Regions from separate parts of the Mus musculus genome. Here region 2 is linked to region 1. The links are chromatin contacts, called in public promoter capture Hi-C maps. All regions are on one chromosome and are shown on one strand. The core of a region is the stretch at or near the end of the contact, and the rest is flanking DNA. Distances in the headings are between cores, read along the strand shown.

The links. Capture Hi-C pulls out chosen DNA fragments and counts their contacts.
Region 2: a contact with region 1 is called in a promoter capture Hi-C map of adipose tissue. A contact is called at or near these places in 3 of 9 other capture datasets (adipose tissue, liver and pancreatic islet).

The regions. Positions count from the first base shown.
Region 1 is chr19:21,437,907-21,441,239 of GRCm38.p6, forward strand. The region is part of intron 1 of Gda (guanine deaminase); the gene reads right to left. Among named protein-coding and RNA genes, the nearest start is that of Gda, 33 kb to the right of the region's middle.
Region 2 is chr19:21,736,434-21,739,844 of GRCm38.p6, forward strand. No RefSeq gene overlaps it. Among named protein-coding and RNA genes, the nearest start is that of Gm41818, 15 kb to the left of the region's middle.

The sequences.
Region 1 (3,333 bases), core at 470-2,969:
GTGAATAAAGGTGCACACAGCCTGTAGTTGGGCAAAATTGGGATAGGTGGGGCTTGGTGCTTCTGGCTTTGGGATTGGAAGAGACCATGAGGAGGGGGAAGAGAAGAAGAAAGAAGAGAAGAGAAGCCACCATTGGTTAAGAATCTTAAAATAATGGCCATCTGGGTTGGCAAAGTTGGGTAAGGGCAGCCCAGATAAAACATGGCAAGTTATATAATGGGATTATTAGCTGGGAAATAGACATAATAGCATAGTGGATAGATATCTGCCCAGTTGTAGTGCTGATTGTAGAGCTGATTAAGGCTTATGATAAATATAAAGGTTATGTGTGTTTTTACCTGGGAACTAAATGGTCAAAGACAGGGTAGAAACACAGGATTCAGATTAAATATTTTCAATAAGAATGTAATGTTAAAGAATCTGTTTAAAATCTAGATTACTAGATACCATGTATTTATAATGACACTTTTGATAATATGGTATATGTGGATATGGGTGCACATGCAGATATGTATGTGGATGTCTATTCTCTACACACAGAGCCTATGTGGCTGAGGAGTTAAAATATGCCCAGATAGATAAGGAGTAAGAGGGGGATGTTTGGGGGAGCACAGTGAAGCCCTTCTCCCACTGCATGGAGGAACAGTGGTACAGGCAGGAAAGGTCAGAATCTGACAGTAAGAGGAAGGAATTGATACCTGATAGATATCAAGTGGAAGAAAAAGGGATGGAAGGGACAGGAACAGAGGTGAGGAAGTGAAAAGCAGAAAGAGGCACTGAGCTGAAGGCATATGGTCAATGTTATCGGAACTGTGGGTTGGGAGAACTTTTATCTTGTTCTTATTTGTATTTTCGTCCATCCAATACTGTCTGTGGACCTCTTGTTAAACAGCATTTTCGAAGGGGTTGGGAGCAATCAATTCGTGGTGTGTATAACACATATGGCATTAGCATGACATGCTGTAATGGAAAGTGAACAACAGACAGACTGTAGGACATACACAATGGTCTCTCAGAGAGATGCTTCTTAAGCATGGCTTTTTCTGACGTGAGGGTGAGTAACCTGAATTCCCTGAGGGCACCAAAAGATCAATATGGGGTATGTCCAATATGTTCAGAAACTACAAACATACTAGTGGACAACCAGCTCAACTCTAGGGAAACAAGTGGAAGGAATCCAGACCAAAGATAAGCACACATTGTAAGTCATGGTCAGCCTTCGGGGTTTATTTTTTAAGAAATCTCTAAAAAGCTGCAGGAAAATATGGTTGATGCATTCTTCCTGGTTCAGTGGCTTCCTTACCTCTAGACTTTCAGGGTTTGGGATGCCATTTGCTTGATTGTTCATTCAAGAGCCTGGCAAGGCCCACAGGCCTTCCTCCTTACAGGCCATGGTCTCGTTCTAGGCAAGCTGTCAAATGCATACACGGATCTCTAAAACCAAGGTTTCCTGAAACCATAGCAAGTTCCAGCCAGCAGAGGCTCTCTCAGCCAAACCCTTAGTTGTCCAGATGAGCAACTTGATTCCCTTCTGTTAAGTAAACAAGTCCAAATGTTTCTCGTGTGAAATGAGGGCTATGTAGGATAAGCACTAATGATGTCAGAAAGACTTAAGCTGAAGGCAGATAAATAATAAATATCAGTTTATGACACAAGTCCCTGCAAGATACAGGCTCCAAACACCAGATGGAAAATTTGGGCAAAAGGCTTGTGGCCATGACCTAGAATAACTTCTGGATAATTGTGAAATAGCTCAGCTATGCAACAAAAGGAGGTAGCATGTGTCTGTACTCATCCCAAAATCCTACTCAAGTCACTGTGATAGGACCAGATGAAAGATATTATACTTCAGAGACTGCTAAAACACTTGGCAAAGACAAACATTGGTATATTCATGTAATTCGGGTCAAACTGATTAATGAAAGAGTAAGATATGGTTTAAAAAACAAAAGTCAGCCTATCTAGGCAGAGTGAAGTGAAAATTACCACGACGGCACCAAAGAATACCATGAAGGGCTTAGATTTTCTGATCTAATATTCTTTTTGTAAATAAGAGAGCAGACCACCAGGCTGTGTGATCATCCCAGGTGCAGAACAAACAGGAGTATTTGCTGGGCTAAATCATCTGCCTAGAGATTGTTCCAGGCAGTTGATTGCTTGTCTGGCAATAGAAACTAGAGGTGATTTAAAAAACAGAAAGGGGGGCTGGCGAGATGGCTCAGTGGTTAAGAGGTTAAGAGCACCAACTGCTCTTCCAAAGGTCCCGAGTTCAAATCCCAGCAACCACATGGTGGCTCACAACCATCCGTAACAAAATCTGATGCCCTCTTCTGGAGTATCTGAGGACAGCTACAGTGAACTTACATACAATAAATAAATAAATCTTAAAAAAAAAAAAAAAACAAAAAAAAAAAACAAAAAAAAACCAGAAAGTTCTCCAGAAGCTCAAATACTAAATATTTTAAGTTTAGGGAGACACAACAATACATTCTTCAGTAGACCGGTAAACAAACTGCAATACAAAAACATGAAGGGAATTCATTGAAAAATAAGCATTTAAAATCCATTATAAAACTAAATGCTAAAACCTGGATCTGAGATTTGGTTGCACAGCAGGATACTCAAATAATTATCAAAGAAGAACCTTCCCATAACACTTATTTTACAAAGAAAATAATAGCTTCACAGTGAAGAAACATGGCAAAGACCACCCACATTGCTAACATCATCATCGACAATAGCAGGACACACCACCACCTTCTGACATGACGCACTGGGAACGCCACATTGATTCTGACATTCCTTCTCACATGTATCATCTGAAGCTCATCACGAGGAAACATGCAAACTAACCTGAGGGTCAGTGTAAGAGTTCTTATTCTTGAAAAGTATCTGGCACATAAACTATGAAGAAAGACCAAAACTTGCCCCAGGTGAAAGGCAAGTGAAGTGTGGCACACAAGTGGGACTTGGGATTTTGGAGCCAATTCTGCACCAGAGGGAGGAAGGGACATTTAAGGACATTATTGAGACCATGAGGAAGGCTCGAAGGGGATCTCGTTGTGTAGCAGAATTACACCAACGTTAATTTCCTAATCTTTGTGGTTATGATTATGTAAGGCTTTGTCACCAATGTTTAGAACGGGTGCAATGAAGGATTTCGATGGGAAGAATGTCTTAGTTTCTTGTCATTGTGATGAAATACTCTGATGAAATCAACGTGAGAGAAGTCAGCTGACTTAAAGCATGAACCAAACTTATAGTTTGTCTTATTTCATTGTGATAAAACACTGACCAAAACCAACTTGGGGAAGAAAGGGTTTCTTTGGCTTA
Region 2 (3,411 bases), core at 23-2,522, 300 kb after region 1:
AAAGCACACAGGGCTCTTGCTGGTTCCTCCTCTTTTCTCATATTGTGTAATTATTCTTTCACCTTGTCCTAAACCCCCAACTTCTGCAGAACAAGGAAACTCTGGCCACCTTCATTATTAATCCCCATTTAACCTTAATGTGTGATCTCTTACATTCAAGTTTCCATTTGCTGACTCTGGGGCCCTCATGTTGGTGGTAGGGAACTGCCACTTAATAACTTTATCCTAACTTTTACTCCTTTTCTATGAGATCCTGACATTCAGGCACCATCTTTGTCATGGTCCCTAATCCTCCCAGGTCCTTCTCTTGACCGGATTCTGCCTTTAATGTTTTGTTTACTCTGCTGCTTACAAGGCTGTCTCCTTCTCTATAAAAATAGCATGTCAGCCTAGTGGACCTTCTAAGAGAACAATTATTATTTATTTTGTCTATACCTCCTGCTCAGAGAATTAACGTGTTCTAATCCTTTGTGCTAACGTGTAAAAGTTCTTCAAATATTAATAACAAAAACTAACAAGGTACGTCTATAACTTACAAGTCTGAGAGGTTAGCACTCTGCGCGCCCGTGGAGAGAATGTCCCACTGGAGTCTTAACGTGAGTCTGCTCATACTTTAGGGGAACAATAAATGACTCTTTTCAACTCAACAGGTTTTTATTGCTTTCCTATCACTCTGGGCTATAAATTTTGTAACTTTAAAAAAAAATCCTTGGAGAGGAAAAAATGATGTTATCAGCAGAAAGGCATAGTCACTTTGAAATATCACTGGCAAGCTCCACATGATTCCTAGTCTGATGAAGGTGGCTTAAAATCTGCCCATAGAGAGCAAAAATGGACTGGGGCCATGCCTCCCGGTCTTTCTAGTTCAACTTTGTTCCCTGGGCCTAAGAAGGAACTTGATTCATGATTGGAGATCAAACATTTAGTGAGTGAGTAAGCGAATGAGACCAGTATGGTTGTTTTAGGGAATGCCAGATCCCCAGTTTACTCGAACAGATAGAAAAGAAGACCGTAGGTAGATTCTTGAGCCCTCAGATTTGCCCAAATGTCAGCACAGGATGCACCCGTTTAATACTCAGCAACGACTCCGGACTAGAGGTCTGTGAGCACCACAAGCTGTTCCCAGAACCGAGGGCGGTGAAGATGCTATCCGGTCCCCCTGTGTCTCTCTCTGCTGCAGCAGCGGTTTTACGTCTGTGGCTTTACTGGAATAAAGGATCGTGTTAAGGATGGCTGTCCTCTCATCTGCTTTTTATCAACACAGGACAGTTTCCTGTATTTGTCAGTGATGCGGAAATGACCCAGCTGACGTTAGCACTTGCGAGTGACTCAAAGTTACACTGTATTTGCCTGCCCGCCCCCCCCGCCCCCCCCGCCCCGCGTGCTCTAATTTTGTGTTTTAAATGATCGCCAGTTACTTTCTTCTTTTTTCCTTTTTTAAGATTTATTTCTTAATTTTAAGTTTGCATATGTAGGTGCCCATGAGGAGTTCGGCAGGGCGCATAGGATCCTCTGGAGTTGGAGTCACAGGCTGTTGTGAACTGCCTGATGTGGGTACGGGGAACTGAACTTGGTTCCTCTGAAAGAGGATGCATTCTTGGTAGCTGAGTCATCTCTCTGGCCTGAAGCACTTACTTTTTAAAAGACCTACTTTATTTTCTGTCTGAGCTCATGGTCGTTTGCGTTGGTAGCCAAGGCCAGATAATCTTGATCTATTGTGTGTCTCCGGTTTTCCAAAGACTTTTTTCCCTTCTATTGTTAGAGTCAGGGAAACTGGCAAACGATGGTGTTGGGCCAGAGGAGGGAGAACGAAGCCTTAAATCACCGAAATGTGGTGCGCCCTGTACGCACTTCAGTACGAACTGAAAGGAAGACTGCAAATAGGATTGGTTCCTTTGGGCTAGTACTGAATTGGGAGTGAGTGATGCAGATAGAGCCATGGGCTGAAATCATTTTCTACTTCAGCCCCGCTCGGTCTGCAGGGAATCGTGGAGTCAGGAGTTAGCTGCAGGGTGTTGGGAGTAGGCCAGCATCTACATCTGTTCTCAACTGTAAGTGGACTGGAAAAACACTTTGAGGGAAAGCCAGTGAGGAGCGCACAGAATCCCTGCTCCCAGAAAGGCCGGGAAAGAGGAGCTGATTCATCATAAAGATGCTGAATTTAGAGGCAGGTTTTTATGCAAATAAAGCGTGGATGAGTCTTCTTCTGTTTGTCAAGAGTCAGTCTGGTTCCTGACAGTCTAAGGGTCAGAACTGATAGGATGAGTCAGCCATATTGACAGCGTGGGCCCTTGTGTCTAAGTATAAGCCCTGCGCTTGGAGGAGGAGGCTGGGGGAAGGAAAACCAGCCTGGCAGAGGTTGCGAGAGCTTGTCTAAAACACAGAAAACAAGGTAGCCGGGTAGGATTGAAGCCTCATACTTCCCACTATTTCCGAGGAATCTGGGGCTCAACTCGAGTACTTTGGCACTCGCTTACTAGACTCTGGACACGTTTTAGTGAATTTCATGCAGGATTTCTTGTCTCGGAATATATGGCCGGCTGTAGGGACACTATGTAACGATTTCTCGCTTTTGATATTAAGAGCGTCTCAATCCGAGAAATGTCATGGCTAGCATGAGTTGGAATAAGCGTTACTTAAAGGAAGTAGTTTGGCAACACATGGGCCTGGGTTCAAATTCCAACTCTTGTCATTTCCTGGCTGTATGAGATCAGGCAAGCTGCCCTCTGACCGCCAGTGGCTTCACCTGAGATGGGAATCATAATGTATGACTAACCAGGCTATTGGGAGGACTGGCTGTCTCCCTAGCCACCTAAAAACAACCAGAAAAACATCCGCAACCTTGTTCTCTCCTTTGTTCCATTTCTCCGTATCATCGTTATTATTTTTACTTATGTTTTTTAACAAGTTTGTTTTGTTTTGTTTGCGAAACTGGGAATTTAACTCAGAACTTTGTGTAAGCACTCTACCTCAGTCTATTTAGCCCCCTTTTCACTTTTTATTTTGCAACAGAGTTTCTCTATATTATCCAGCTAGTCTTGAACTTAGTTTGTAGCCCAGGCTGTCCTGGAATCATGACCTTCCTCCCTAAGTCTCCTTAAAAGCTATTCTTATAAGCCCACACTGCCAAGTCTTTATTTGTTATTGACACAAATAATGATATTTATTTATTCATTATAACTTGATACATGTATTCACATAGAAATGATCCATGCAGGCTAATTAGCATATCTGTTGCTGTAAACATGTTTCCTTTCTTTCTTTTAAAGAATTATTTATTTATTTTATGTATGTGAGTGCACTGTTGCTGTCTTCAGACACACCAGAAGAGGGCATCAGATCTCATGACAGATGGTTGTGAGCCACCTGTAGTTGCTGGGAATTGAACTCAGGACATCTGAAAGAGCAGTC